2 separate regions of the Danio rerio genome follow, and region 2 is linked to region 1. The links are chromatin contacts, called in public Hi-C maps. All regions are on one chromosome and are shown on one strand. The core of a region is the stretch at or near the end of the contact, and the rest is flanking DNA. Distances in the headings are between cores, read along the strand shown. Region 1 overlaps uchl5 (ubiquitin carboxyl-terminal hydrolase L5). Region 2 holds the start of LOC137488936 (a long non-coding RNA gene).

What was found. A called contact is a pair of places that touch in the nucleus more often than the background predicts.
Region 2: a Hi-C map of embryo shows a contact between it and region 1, with 2.2 times the contacts expected there. The contact joins two enhancer-like sites. A contact is called at or near these places in 4 of 18 Hi-C or Micro-C datasets (caudal fin, embryo, hematopoietic stem cells and 1 more).

Annotation. Positions count from the first base shown.
Region 1 is chr22:24,051,343-24,059,178 of GRCz12tu, reverse strand. It overlaps uchl5 (ubiquitin carboxyl-terminal hydrolase L5), which reads right to left. Exons shown (of 11, transcript NM_213084.1): 8 at 7,809-7,836; 9 at 7,614-7,727; 10 at 4,540-4,638; 11 at 3,868-4,234. The coding sequence ends at 4,190. Among named protein-coding and RNA genes, the nearest start is that of uchl5, 13 kb to the right of the region's middle. Within about 2 kb of position 4,363, at least 4 of the 62 cell types and tissues checked have an H3K27ac peak or open chromatin away from gene starts, as enhancers often do. A contact at or near this core is called in caudal fin, where this site is marked.
Region 2 is chr22:24,188,787-24,196,622 of GRCz12tu, reverse strand. LOC137488936 (a long non-coding RNA gene) reads left to right here and starts at 7,158. Exons shown (of 2, transcript XR_011008235.2): 1 at 7,158-7,336. Within about 2 kb of position 3,397, at least 4 of the 62 cell types and tissues checked have an H3K27ac peak or open chromatin away from gene starts, as enhancers often do. A contact at or near this core is called in caudal fin, where this site is marked.

The DNA.
Region 1 (7,836 bases), core at 3,114-5,613:
AATAATATACTAATAAGTGCATTATGTAAGTAGAGTAAATACTGCTAACCGCCTAATGCACTTCATTGAACTTTATGTAAATATACATTTTTTTCAGAGTGACATAACTATCCAAAAGCATATTTAAAGCATTCGTTTTCTTTAACTCTTTTTAATAACTTTTTAATAACGTTTTAATAACTTTGCAGTTATTCCCTCATCTTATGTAATAGTAACAAATACCTGGAATATTTCATGAACTGAACCGAAAACATGCACACACATTTGTAGGCAAATGCACACCCTGCTGAAAAATCCAGCTTAAACCAGCCTAGGCTGGTTGGCTGGTTTTAGCTGGTCAACCAGGCTGGTTTTAGAGGGGTTTTGGCCACTTCCAGGCTGGTTTCCAGCCATTTCCAGCCTGGTCTTAGCTGGTTAGGCTGGGAGATGACCAGCTAAAACCAGCTTGACCAGCCTAGCAGGCTGGGAGCCCAGTCAAAACCAGCTATGACCAGCTTAAACCAGGCTGGTCAAGCTGGTTTTAGCTGGATTTAGCTGGTCATTTTCCAGCCTGACCAGCTAAGACCAGGCTGGAAATGGCTGGAAACCAGCCTGGAAGTGGCCAAAACCCCTCTAAAACCAGCCTGGTCGACCAGCTAAAACCAGCCAACCAGCCTAAGCTGGTTTAAGCTGGATTTTTTAGCAGGGCACATTAACACAGTTTTTGGCAAGTTACATTTTTCACATGATCGAGACTAACCGGATCGCGCTGTACACTTTTATAAGCATGCGTGCGTCACAAAGCTAATGCAACTCTGCATATTTTACATTATAGCAATAGTGTGACGGTAACAACACGATGATAGTATGTTCTCTTTCCTGAAAAGGATAAACTATAAACTGCGCCGTGACACGGTTATCATGTACTACAGGCCCTCTTTTAAGGTCACTTCTGGTCTGTAGAGTTTGAAAGAATGTAAATAAACAGTTCGGCTAAAATAGAAACACCGCCGAGTAAACGACTGATGAAAAACACAAAGCCATTGCCAAAGACCAGTGATTTAAACGTCTGCTTTAACACTGAAACTGTTTAAACTACATTCAGTTCATCTGAACAACACTTACTTGAGTTTCCATCACTTCATCTTTAGGACAGCTAGCACGAGTCAGGCAAAAATCCAAGGCTGAGAAAGTTGACGTTTCATTTATAGGGGATATGTTATGACCTTTATGATGTAAATTAAATTTCTGGTGTTCCCAAAAAATATATATAAACATTAAGCTATATTTTGTGGTTTATGATATTTGCATCAAATTACAAAATAATAATAACAATATGCTAGGTTTCTAATTCAGCTCATTTAGGTGGGACACTAAATTTGCATTTATGTTTTACACATTTGCAGTCATGGAAAGAGTACTGAAATTTTTTTTATAAATGATTTTATATTTCACTCAACAATTTTGTTTTAAAGACTGCTTTAAAGACTAAAAGTTTTAAGACTGAGCCTTAAGGGAGGCCACAAGTGAGATCAGTATAAGAAGTTACATAATCTAACTGAAAAATTTAGGTTAGATTTAGGTTGTGATATCAGGTGACCAAAATTCAATGTCTAGCCAGCATCTAAGGATAATGTTATTATGATGTAAAATAATGACGTCAAACAAGGTTGATATTAGGTTGATTTTAAGTTGTGTTGGAAAGTGACCAAAATCCAACGTCAGGCCAACATCTTAAACCAACATCATATTGACATGAAATACTAACATTTATTCGTCAGGTATGGCAACCAAAATCCAACGTCTGATAGTCATCATAGTGGTAATGTCCACACAACGTCACTTTTACATATTTAGACGTTGATATTTTAGGTTTGACGTTTTCTAATCCCCATAAAAAAGAAAAAATAAAGTAGGGACTGCAGGTTGAAGAAAAGTAGTGGAGTAAATGTATAGATACAGCACTAAAATCAAGAGAAAGTAAAAGAAGTAATTTTTAAAATGACAGTAAATGACAACTTCTGAGAAAACTACTCAATTACAGTAATCTGATTATTTGTAATTCGGTGATTTACACCAATGCTCAGATGCAAAACCGCTGATGTTAATATTAAAATGATAACCATTTTACATAACTTGAATAGATTTTTTCTTGCCGTCTTGGCCTGAATTAAGTCCATGTTGTTAAAGCGGGTAATTAAACAAAACCTAAATGATGAACAGTATGTTTGGCTGATTATGCCATAATTAGAATTACAAGAAAACTATAACAAATGCTAAAGTGATTGGGGTTTTGCTAAATATCCTATATAATGTTTGACTACACAGTGGCACTGCCACAGAGTAGATGATTTTGTACTAAAGACACTCCATTCCTTTCTTAATGGCTCATCCCAATGCCCTAATTTCCTCTAAGGGTTTACTCTGCAGAGTGACAGCTTTGAGAGGATTAGGGCATAGGGAGGAGTCCTTTCAAGTTTCCAGCGCAAAAGATCATAGGGGGCTGAAGAGTCTATGTGTGCACACTAGTGATGCACGGATGGCGGTTATATCGACAGGCGCTGCGGATAATTCGTGGGGGTGGGTCGGGTAATAAAAAAATACATTATGATTAATTGTGAGTCGGTTACGGGTGGATGTAGCGGGACAAGGCAGTCGACCAGCGAAAAAGCAGAGAGTGGACTTTGCAGAACGGGAAGATATGAGACGCCCAATAATAATGGATGAAGTGCAAGAGTAGCCTACTGTTCAAAGTTTCAGGTAGAGGAGTCATCAGAGGAAAATCTGCTATCGTTCTGGAACAAACAAGATTGCTTATTTTCTCGACTGCAGTGCAATGCGAGCAGAATGTTGTTCATTCCTACAACACGGGGTGCGAGCGAAGGCTCATTCAGTGCAGCTAGCCGCGTTTGGGAGGCAAGGCGGAATCGCCCGAATCCAGGCACAGTAGATGTTATTCTGTTTTTGCACAGTGCGAAGAAAAAGGCCAAGTAAACATAACATAGCTGCCATTTAGGCTGAAGTGGCACCCTTTTTGTTGTCTAGTTCCGTTGTTTCCGTTTACGATTAAAGTATTATTTTACTTTAACAGCAGATTCAGTGAGCTAATCTGCACATCTCTTAATGTCCATGGTGGCCAATCATCATGCCTAAAACAAAGAATTAAATTATTAAAGTGACGATCAGGTGCGGAGATATATATCAGATAAAACTATATGTGTGGGCGGGTGGATGATTAGTATGAAGCCGCGGATTCGGGTGTCATTTCAGCTGATCTGCGCATCACTAGCGCACAATTTTTGGAACACACCGATTTTGACCAATAGGTGGCGCTACAGTGTCTGAGTAAGAAGCTCCAAGTTGTTTCTGATTAATGTCAATTTTCCCCCTCAGTGTGACTTGTGTCTACTTTTATAATGAAACAATTTTGTCAGTCAACTTGGATACACATGTGTAAAGCTGGACATTTGCACCCATTACTGTTAATAGAAAAACAAAACGCATGTATATGTTTCTATCTTTAAATGTCCAAATATTTACACCTCAAAAACCAGTTTTTGCATCACAGACAATTCTCTGAGAAAACAATGTTTAGGCAGTAAAATATTCGAGGAACAGAACAGCACATGGAAATAAAGGCAGTTTCATGATTACTAGGTTTGTGTCAAGCTTGACCGCAGCCTGTCTGCCCATGCAAGTCTGCGTCACACTCCTGAATTAAACATTCCAGAAACACCAAGACGAAAAAAATCAGCTCTATTTACAAACAAGAGAAACATGAAACTGCCATTTAAAGCAACTCAGTTCCTTAAAAACAGCTGCTTAACAGACACAGAGGTTTTCCATGTGTTATTAATGCTGCTTAATGACACATCATATAATCCAAAAGGCTTTTGACAGGTATATCATTTAATTATAACCATTCTAATTCTGCTCATTATCAAACAATAATAATAGATCAGTGCTTTAATGTACAGTATTTTACAGTAAGACTCGTGCGAATAGGAAATTAAAGAAAACATGAAACACTATTACTGAACAAATGAGGTTTATATGAAAATACGACATTATTTTAACATCTCTTCGCATGCATACACAGACATGAAGGAAATGACAAGGCTCAACTTCACTTCCTGCTGCTCCTTTTATGGGATGTAAAACACCAAGCGAATCCGTGGCATAAAATTAAACCGGCTCTAACGATGTGGCTTTACTTTGCTTCCTGTATTTTCTTGGCACTTTGTTTTTCCTTTGCCTGTAAAATAAAAGGACAAAGACTTTTTTTATTCATCTTTCTAGACTAAATATACAATTCCTAGAACTGGGAATTTGAATACTACATTGTCATGAAAAAGGCGTTGCGCTGTGTGAATGGATGCAAACATGCTGTTACATTTTGAGGTTACACAAGCTTTCAATGCAATGGAATTAACAAATGAGTAAACACTGCAAGCTCAAAGGCTGGAGTAGTAAAAAAAATATATATATATAGAATAAAAAAGCAACAGCACCGCCCTCTAGTGGTGTGAGAAAATCCTGCACACTTATCTGATTATTTACCTTTTCCACCAGTGGGATCAGCTGCTGATATTCAGCCAAAGTCTTCAGGAGCTCCATAATAAAGGGTAGGTAGTTGTGCTTCCTTCTGATGTTCTCAACCTTTAAAAAAAATAAATAAATACATAAATATTTGTATTTAGTATTTTCTGTACTACGACAACAACTAATACTATTAATAACAGTGATAATATTGGATAATTTATATGATGACTAGAGAAAATCTAATATTTTATATGATACTGTGTTTAACTTTTCAAATTAGTAAAAGTATTGTTGTTAGTATTATAAACTGTTTATGGTAACAATAAAATTGATTTGAAAATTAAATATTAGTATAAATGAACTATTGAAAAAAATATTGATTGAATATATTGCACACCAAGCATTTCTTAGTACTCATTATAACTAATGTACTACTACAACTGCTATTAGTACTAATAACAATATATTCTTTATTTCATATTTTATAATGCAAATAATTAATATTTTGAATTATTTTATATTATTTATTATTTTAAAAATTTATTGATTTGCTTTTCAAATGGCAAGCTAAAAACAATAATAAACCAATTAACAATGAATAAATAAAATAAATAAAAATGAGAAATATCATGTTAATACTTAAATAAGCTAAAAACAATAAATCAAGCACAAAAAATTAACAAATACAACAAATGCACATAAAAATAACTTAAGTTAAAATCAAAAGCTCAACTCAAAATATTAGTACTGCAACAGAATTTAGACATTAAAATAGATCTTAAAGGAGCAATGACAATAATAGTAATAACAATAATACTAATACCAACAAACAAAAATGTAGTTACATATACTTAAATTACAATAGAGGAAAATAATAATATATGTTAACATATTGCTATTGCTGCTGCTGCTACTACTACTACTAATAATACTAGTAATAATAATAATGCTACTTCTACTACCACTACTACTACTACTAATAATAATAATAACATGTATAATAATATAAATCTTCAAAAGCTATTAGCTCCTTATAAAGCAAGGGTCTCAAACTTAAATTGGTGGGGGGCCATTTCAGTGACTGACAATTTATAGGAGGACTATTTTAACATTCAAGCACAAAATAAGTGGAAACCTGACAGAATTGATGCATCTTAGGACAACAGACATGAGGTTTATATTTCAAGCATCACCTTCCACTAGTATTAATGCAAAACTGCACGTTTATCACGTCACATAGCTGTAAAATGCATCTGTGGTTGTGTGTATGTCCGATAGTTAAACACACTCAGTCATTCTTTCACAGAATATATGCAGTCAAAAACTTTAGCTTCTTGTGTCTTGTTGTACATATTGAAGAGGTAGCTTAAATTGCTATGAAAATACTACAACTAATTGACATAACTATTATTATTCTGTCCCAACCAATTGTATTGTCCCAATAGTGTAAGAACAGCAGAAAGCAGTTTGGGTAACATAAGTGACTTTCTGGGCAACTGTTCTTCTCAATATCTTTCTTTATTAGAAAACTACAACAATGAGGAGAAAAGTATGAATATATTCACATTTACTTTAATAAGTTCAATTCAACTAGCAGAACAATTTAACTAATGTACATAGTTTATATGCAAATCTTAATAAGCAAATGAGGAAAATCTACTGTATGAGATCATCTGAATCAAATATTGGCAAAACTATATTCGTTACACCACCAGCATAATGTATAAGCCACAAAGAAGTGGTATGAAACTGATAACAATCAAACCACCCTTGAATATTTACAAAACTAGAGCTGTGCGGACGCATAGCCCTCGCTGTGGCTGACGCGCACCTCTCAAAAAATGTAACTGCACATTACAAAAATGCGTAGCGCAAGCTCTGTGATCGGTCGGCTTGGTAGCACTGATATAAGTGGGCAGTACTGAGAACCATGCGAACCCGTTGGAGAGAGTGTTTTCAAGCGTCGAGTCCCGTGAAGGAGCTCCAGATGGAAAGTTTTGCTTTGTGTTTATATTATGATTAAAGTTGTTGCACATCCTCTGATTCCCTCCTGCAAATGAGCGAGTTTGGGCTACTTCTACAATCAGGTAGAATTCAGAAAAAACAAACACCAGTGAAGAAACTCAAAAATATAAAAACCTCACTGCCAGCTAGCGTTTGGGAAGTGTGCAGAGCAACACAAACAGCATGCAGAAGTATAAATGCACAACAACGCGCAGGGCATGCATCCGATCACTCGACGCAGAAGTATAAATCAGGCTTTACTCTTGGCTGTACACTAAGAGAAAATGAAAGTAAAACTAAACTGAACGCAGTACTTAAAATGTCGACTAGGTGGCGGGTCAAAACCACAAGTAGCTAGACACGACTGCACAACAAAGGTGGTGGTTCAAAAATATCTGTTTTGGTGGGCCAAATCTCGGTTATATTTTTGACATCAGTTGCAGGCCGGAGGAAGGAAGACGGCGGGCTGTAAATGTTCATCCGTATTAAGTTAAAAATTAATTCGACCTTATATTGTATGAATCGTGTTGACACACTGTTTTAAAAACTTTTGTCTGTCATAAAAAAAAAAAAATCAACTGGGTTTTTTTTTTTTTTTTCATTTTTGGCACTTGAAAAAGCGCTTTGAGGTGTTTTGACAGTTCAGAGCCACTGTACAAACGAAAGGCAAAATACAAAATACCGTCACTTGAGCCATAAATAAGTTTATGACAAACACTATGCAAAATATAAGACAGAATGTGTCATTTGCCATAATAAACTTTTTTGCATTTAAGGATGGTCAAGCGCAGCTCTTTGATACTGAGCTGAACTCCCCTGCCTCTCTATGAAGCATTGAATGAACACAATATGCAGCATATTCCTCTTTCTTTTTCTTCCTTGAAGAAGACAGGAGAATAAAGTATCATTGCTTGAAATGACTCAAAATGTTTGGCAGTTATCAGAATGAATTAATAATATGCATTGGACTGGTGCACAAGGTTCGTGTGCATGGCACATTTTCAGATATGAATATGAAAAAAAAATAAATGAAAATTTCAAACTTCAGTGAACAAAGACCTTCAGTGAGAAAAGATCCATGTTCATACCTTGTATCTTTTAAGTTTTTGGTTCTCCTCTTCAATGAGGAGCTGATACTTGGCGATCTCAGACTGGATGGAGCTCAGATGATTTCCACTCTGATCTGTGTCCATCGGCTCTTCCTGTAAACACCAGTAATGTCTTTAAGCATCCTTCCTAATTCTGTCACACACAATATATCTGACACATTCAGAAGGTCTTACTTCTGTGAGCTGAGCCTGCAGTTCAACA
Region 2 (7,836 bases), core at 2,148-4,647, 140 kb before region 1:
CAAAGTTAAAACTTTAGCAATGAAGTATACACATTACTATTAACTATATTTGTATTGCAAATTTTCTAAATAAAAATGTATATATATATTTTTTTTCGTGTAAATGTATCTTAATATAATACTTTTTTCAACACATATTGAAGTAAGTATTATGTTCAAAGAAATGGAAAGAAATAAAATGTGCCAACAACACCAATGTTTGTTGTATGTTTTGGCTCTCACACAAAAATGTTTTCCAGTTTTCGAGCTGATGAGTGTACAAACACTTTCTGCTTTGTTTCATTGCATGAGTCATGTTTTGCTGTACTAGATTATGATTCTGATGAAAAGAAAAGCCCTTATTTTCTCAATATGCTACATGATTTGAAATTCCATTAATGTTTTAGGGCACAAACACCCTAGTTAATATGTTTTTTTTTTTTTTTAAATAAAGAAGTTATATATTTAATGGTGCATATTGGCAGAGTCTAACGCTATCCTATGGTTCCTCAATATACCTTATGATTAAAAAGCAAAATGTCAGTACTGAATACTAAAAAAAATCATTAAAGAATCAACAAATAAATTTCTTCATTTAATGCTTTATTAGAGTTTAAGTGCTTTAGAGTGGCTGAATTCAATGAAAGTTAATCCCATTATATAATAACTATATGCCCATTTGTACTTTATATTTTACCCATATCATGTTAAGTGTAAGCGTTGATTTTAATGTTTCAAATAATTTTTGTGAAAGCAATTTTTTTTAAAATATATGGATGAAATTCATCATTCACCATAACAAAAATTAAACAACATACTTGGTTTGACCTGTACTGAAGATATACAATAATAAGCGATCCCAATCAATTTGATTAGACAATAATGAGCAAACATTTGAAGGAAATGGCTAAATATTTAAAATCAGATTAAGATTTAAAATAACAATAAATTAGTATTTTGGTGCTCCACTGTGAACATTTTCATCAAATGATTTTTGTTCTAAGTTTGACCAATGCCTTATTTGTTTGGTATTATATACTGTAACACTGAATTATATTTTAGTTTAAGTATTCTGTGTCAACCCTAAAAAATTTAGGGTTGCACCGATATGAATTTATGAATTTGCCAATAGCTAATACGCAAGCTGGTAAAAATCAGTATTTCTACTTATTTCTGAATGATTGCAAAAACAAAAGGCAAACACAAAAGATTTTATTTTAAAACATTAACTTCAGAAAAGTTTGAACTGATCTCTGAATTTAATAAATAATCTACTATTAATAACTAAACATTAATACAATTTTCACAAGATGGTTATAATGTGCTTAACTGTCATAATTAGCATCTTAATATCCTAAAAGTTTTAAATATTTTAATTAAAAACAAAACAAATGTTTGTACATTTATAAAGCTATATGTCATAATTGCATCCAATTATAAAAAACAAAAAAGCCCCGAATGAATTACCGCTTATGCAAGGTGTTTCTAATGCACTGTCAGTATGAGCAGGACAGTAAATTAGACGTGTTCTCTCTTCCAGTCACACTTTTTTCAAAGTCATGAAAACACTATAGTGAAGTTTTTCTTTTATTATTTGAGCAAACAGAGATACAAAAAATAAATCAATAAAAAATTTGGTTCCCCCATGTACACAATTTATCGGCTTTATCAGCCTAATTTTGTTACCGGATCAATAACGATAACATTAAAAATAGCATTTGTATGGCCAGCAATTTATTGTCCACCTCGAAAAAATGAATATGATTTTTTTTCTCATTCTAATGTAAACACAAACGAAAAACACAAACACACACACACACACACACACTGAAAGAGAATGCAGTGCATCTGAAAGGTATTCATAGTGTTTCACTTTTTCCACATTTCTTTATGTTACAATCTTATTGCAAAATGGATTTAATTCATTTATTTCCTCAACATTCTACATACAAGACCCAATAATGACCATGTGAAAAAAAGATTTTTTTAAATTGTTGCAAATTCATTAAAAATTAAAAAAAAAACTGAAAAATCACATGTACATGAGTATTCACAGCCTTTGCTGTGAAGCTCTAAATTGAGCTCAGGTACACTCTGTTTGCACTGATCATGTTTGAGATGTTTCAGCAGCTTAACGAGTTCACCTGAGGTAAATTCAGTTGATTGGACATGATTTGAAAAGGCATACACCTGTCTATAAGGGCCCAGGGTTGACAGTGCATGTCAATGCACAAATCAAGCATGAAGACAAAGGAATTGTCTGTATAACTCTGAGACAGGATTGTCTCGAGGCACAAGGACAATGACTCAAAGCACCACCAAAATTTCAATGGAGTGGCTTCACAACAACTTGGCGAATGTCCTTGAGTGGCCCAGCCAGAGCCCAAACCTAAATTCTATCGAAATCTGGAGAGATCTGAAAATGGCTGTACACCGTCAATTCCCATCCAACCTGATAGAGCTTGAGAGGTACTGCAAAGAGGACTGGGCAAAAAGTCCCAATGACAAGCTTGTGGCATCAAATTCAAAAAGACTTGAGGCTGTAAATGCTGCCAAAGGTGCATCAACAAAGTATTGGGCAAATGCTGTGAATAATTCTGTACATGTGATTTTTCAGGTTTTTTATGTTTAATACATTTGCAACAGAAACTCTTTTTTCACAATGTCATTATGGGATATTGTGTGTAGAATTGAGGAAATAAATCAATTTAATCCATTTTGGAATAAGGCTGTAACATAAACAAATGTGGAAAAAGTGAAGCGCTATGAACACTATTCAGATGCACTGTACATTTAAATCCAACATTTTACTTATACCTTAAACACTATATTATAACATACTAAGTTTTCTGACTTTTCAATATTAAAGTACTCAACAGTACTGTAATCAAAGACCAACTTATCAATCGTAATATTTTTTTTACTAATTTTTAATAGCTACTACTAATATTATAAAACATAACCAGCATAATCCTCAAACATCAATTAGATGTTCAAGTCAAACTCTGGGTATTTGCGCCCCAGGACAGCCGCTCTCAAACCTGTCAGATGTCATTCCTGCAGAGAAAGCCTCAGGCCCAACGACACATTACTATGGGAATGTACTGTATGTGGCTTTCACTCTTTTTAAACCATACACACAGACTTACCCCATTCATGTGTGGAGCGATTATGAGGGAGAAGTTCTAACATACTTGCACTTAATTACACAAATCAGACTGAAACGACCTACAAATGTCAGAAATTACAAACTTTTAGCTGCAACTGGGAATGCAGTTGCACCATAGTTTTTGCAAAGCAAGTTTGACACACCAAATTGCTCATTTGTAGAGATAAATGCATATTAGGCATTTGAATGCATTTAAAAGTTAAAACACGCACACAGACACACACACACACACACGTTTTTACTTTAAGTATGACTCATGTTAACCACATATGACTTTTATGGAAAGCTTGCCTGCAATGTGCTCACATATATTCACTGCACATTATGGTCAAAACAAAAAACAAGAAAACTACAACATATACATTATTTAATTAGACTCCACAGATCAGACTCTACAGATATATATTCTGCATATTAACCTTTTAATTATAACTTACTATAAAATATGCACCAATGGTCAATCAGGCAGTTGCAATACATGTTAAACTATAAATAAATAAATAAATAAATAAATAAATAAATAAATAATACACACTGCAGTTTTAAGTGTTTTTAAGTGGCCCTTTAACATAGCAATACTTAAAATAAAACCTAGGTTGGCAACTCCAGAGCATGAACAACACTCATTTTACATTTTTCTAATAAATTGCTCAAAAAAAAAAAAAAAAAAAAAAAAAACTGGCTCACTTAGATTTATCTTCATATTAGTCATCAAGCAATATTGGATAATACTGGCTCTTGAGCATGACTTGAATAGGACATAAAACATTTTTTTTTTGAGAAATTAACTCTCAAATGACAAACAAACACATCAAATATACTACTTCTGATATACTATACTCGCTGCACAGAATGAGAGCCACAGATTTGACTTTTTAAGAAAGTTCAACAACAAATTGCTTATAACTAGGCCCACATGGAATCTGCGTGCTCAGAAATCCGCAGATTTTTAGCCCATCATTGAATTTATTTATTTTGTTATGTGTAAATATGTGTAAATTTAATTTTATTCAGTTTTTAAATTAGTCAGTAATATTATTGACTAACAGGAAAATGTTGAAATGATTTATTTACAAAACACTTTATAAACGAATATTTTCTGTCTTTTTGGAGATCTATTTATGAGAGACTTGCTTTGTTTAACAATGTATAAGTGGATCTAATTAGATTTGCACTGTAAATATTAAATACGAATTGGAGAAAATATCTAATTGCAATTTTTTTGACAGATATTTCAGTTTCGATTTAATTTGCGATTTAATTTTGTAGTCAGGCTTCAGCACTACTTTTTCTACAAGAGCAATATAGCAGTTATAGCGTTAGTTATCACATGATGCCTGTGATGCTTTTAAGGTGCTGGTTTTTGTATTTCCTCATAATGTTGCAACAATTCTGCGACAGCTCTTACAAATTACCTGTTTTTATTAGGTGTCTGTAACTTTAAAACAAAAATATTCCCATATTACTAATGCTGTTTTTTCTTTGATATGAATTTGTCTGTTAATGCTTCTGAAGCAGCAGACGCCATCAGTCTAGTTGTCTGCGACTTCCTGTCTGTTTTAATTGTGGGCATTCCGTATAGTTCGGCTGCACAATTCTGATTGATCAAAACAAAAGTGAGTCCACTTAATTGGCTAGTAAGACTGTCACACACAAACGGCAGTCACACATTTGCTCTGGGTGGCAGAAATTATATAATACATATAAATTTCATATTGCAGCCTCTTGTGATTAGCTAATTGCAATGTTTCAAATCACGATTGCTATTCGATTAATCGCTCAGACCAAATTTTTATTTAATGTACTATGTTTAGTTAGGATCCTCCCAAAATCAATTATTCCGCATAAATCCAAAGATTTATTTTATTTTATTTTTTTACAAAATTCTGTGCAAAAACAGCTGAAAAAAATCAGCAGATTCTGTCTGGCCCTATTATAACATATATACCTGTAGCTACACTGTAAAAGATGCTGGGTTCCACATAATCAATTTGTGTTCGGGCAACATGAAAAAATGAAGTTAACTTATTAGTTTTTACAAATTTAAGTGGATTGAACATGAAACAATCAAGCTGTCCCCCCCCCAAAAAAAACTTAGGAATTGTGTTGTATTAGCTGTTGTGTAGTTTCAGTTACATTCTGTCCAAGTGGAATTTTTTTTATTATCTGTCATCCTTATAATTTTTAACCTTTTTGTTTGTGTGATTTAACGTAACGTTGTGAATTTAACGTAACACTGTATTTACAATGCGAAAGCCCTAAAACCACATAACAGCTAATGTTAACGCGGGTATCCCACAAATGGCGGCTATGTTCCATAATACAACCCAGCGTTCACATGGGTGACGTCACCTGACAGAGATCGATTTAAACAAGTAGTTTGAACAACTTAATGTGCAAAAGCTGTTCTATGTGCACAAGTTCTCTCCATATAAAGCAATCTCTCTATGTGCAAGATTGGACAGATAAAAATATTTATTTCTTATCTAATATTTTGAACCAATTAGCAAGTAGCTCTGCAGTGAGGACCACTTGGGCTGATTTACTTTCTTACAAAAATTTTATGGAAAGATGGTCATTCCCTTTTAAATTTAAAGAGCATAACTCTGTAACAAAAGTCATTCCTTCTGGTTTACTAATGCTAATGATAAATCATATGTCCTCATATAGTTCTCATAGAACTGATCCTGTACTATGGGGTAGAACTTTGTAGTAAAAAATGTACAAAGTTATTAGATTGTTATTATTTTTTTTTTAAACAGAGCCTTAAAGCCTGAAAGTTTTTTTTGAATGTCTGTTTTGATATTGTGTGGGGAAAAAGCTTGTTTGCTTCCTTTTCATTTCTGCATAATAAACATAGGCAACTACATTTAAAAATACTTCACATCATTTATGTTAGCAATTATACATTATATAATTCATGCAGACTGATGGAAATTGCTCATTCTGTTTAGATCATCCAGAGTCGTTGTTCATTTTTTTTATGACTGTCAGCATTTAAAAAAGTTTTGGGAAGACCTATCGTTGTGTCCAAAAAAAAAAAAAAAGAATCTGGTTTTAGATGTGATTTGACCCCCAAAGATGTTATATTTTATTTTGACTTAAACAATTTATCTGTGGAATTTATAATAAATCTTTTGATTTTATTTGGTAAACTTCATATTCATAAACGTAGATTCAATAACTCTAAACCTTGTTTAAAGGTTTCTATTGTAGGTTTTTATTTATATATATACTCACTCCACTATATTAATAGCAAGACATGTCAAGATACAGTTGCAAAGAAGCTAAAATTAATTAAACTTGCTGTCATTTGAGTAGGTTAATTCATGTTATCATGTAAAGGTTTCTATCTTGAAGCTGTCTTTTAATTTATTTTATGTAATTTATATTTTATGTTATTTACATTTGTATCATTTGGATGTCATGTTTAAATTGTACATTTGCTATTGTTTAAATAAATGAAAAACACTTCATTTTTTTGAGTGTATAGTAATCTCTGCATATTATGATAAAAGGTAGAGGGCATTTTAACATTAAATAAACAACTTTAGCTTTAAGCTTGGAATGAACTATGCTTCACTATAGGCCTACAAGAGGACAACAAATAAAATTAAATAATTCTGATATGTGAACCTAAACGACTCCCTTATAGATATACAGTATTTGCATATTAAAGTCTCTAAAAATGCCCCAAAAACACACGCTTCAGCTGTAAGCCTGACTCGAGTTCGCGTCTCGAGCTTCGGGTTTCAGCACTCGCGTTTCCTTCTTTGGAAAAACCAAAACAACTTAACCAGCACAGCGAACTTATTTTCAGGTAGCCCGGTGGTAGTCGTTTTTATTCACCAGAATAAGTTTTTACACGCATATCCAACCTGTTTGAGTTTAATTATCACTGACTCACCACACCCTCATGTGACCACCTGTACCGGTTTTTCCTGAAGATGTGCCGCAGGCTCATCGGCCCGAAAAGGGTAAACGACGAGAATTAAAGCAAAGCCTGAAGAGCTGCACTCACACCTGCGCGCCGACACACCTAAACGCTTCAGTTTACGCTCTCGGAAGAGAAGGTGTTGAGGTGTACGGTGTAAAGCTGTCTGGAGGCTGTAAGTGTTAAGTATTAGGTGTGTGCATCTCCAATTTTCGATACGAGACGGGGGTTTTGACCGTTGCAGCGTTTCTCAGGTAAGCAATTGTCATTGCTGAGGGGAGCCCTTTAGGTAACTGACAGCCCGTTTGAGTGACGTGTTCGAGTGTGATAATAAACACGACATAAACCCTTACGGTTTAATATTCTCTGTCTAAAAGTTCACAGGTGAGGTGTTTTTTTTAATCATTTCATGTTTTTCATTATTAAACTTGTCTGACGTCGGTTATCTGTGCGTTGCGTTTTTAAAATGGCGCGTCAAGTTTAGTGTAACGTTCATATAAAAGCAAGTTGATCTTCATATTCAATTTTTGTGGCTGTCACTAAACAAAATGGGTTGTCAAAGCCAATAAATGCATGTCAAATAGTATTATTTTCTAAGTTAGACAGTGCTTTCTAATTAGATTGGGGGGAAAAGTGAAATTTAAAATAAATAAATAAATAAATAACTTGCAAAAATAAAATCGAACCGGTATTAAAATTAATAGATAGACCAACTTAGGACTTTGAATTATAGGGATAGTTCACCCAACAACAA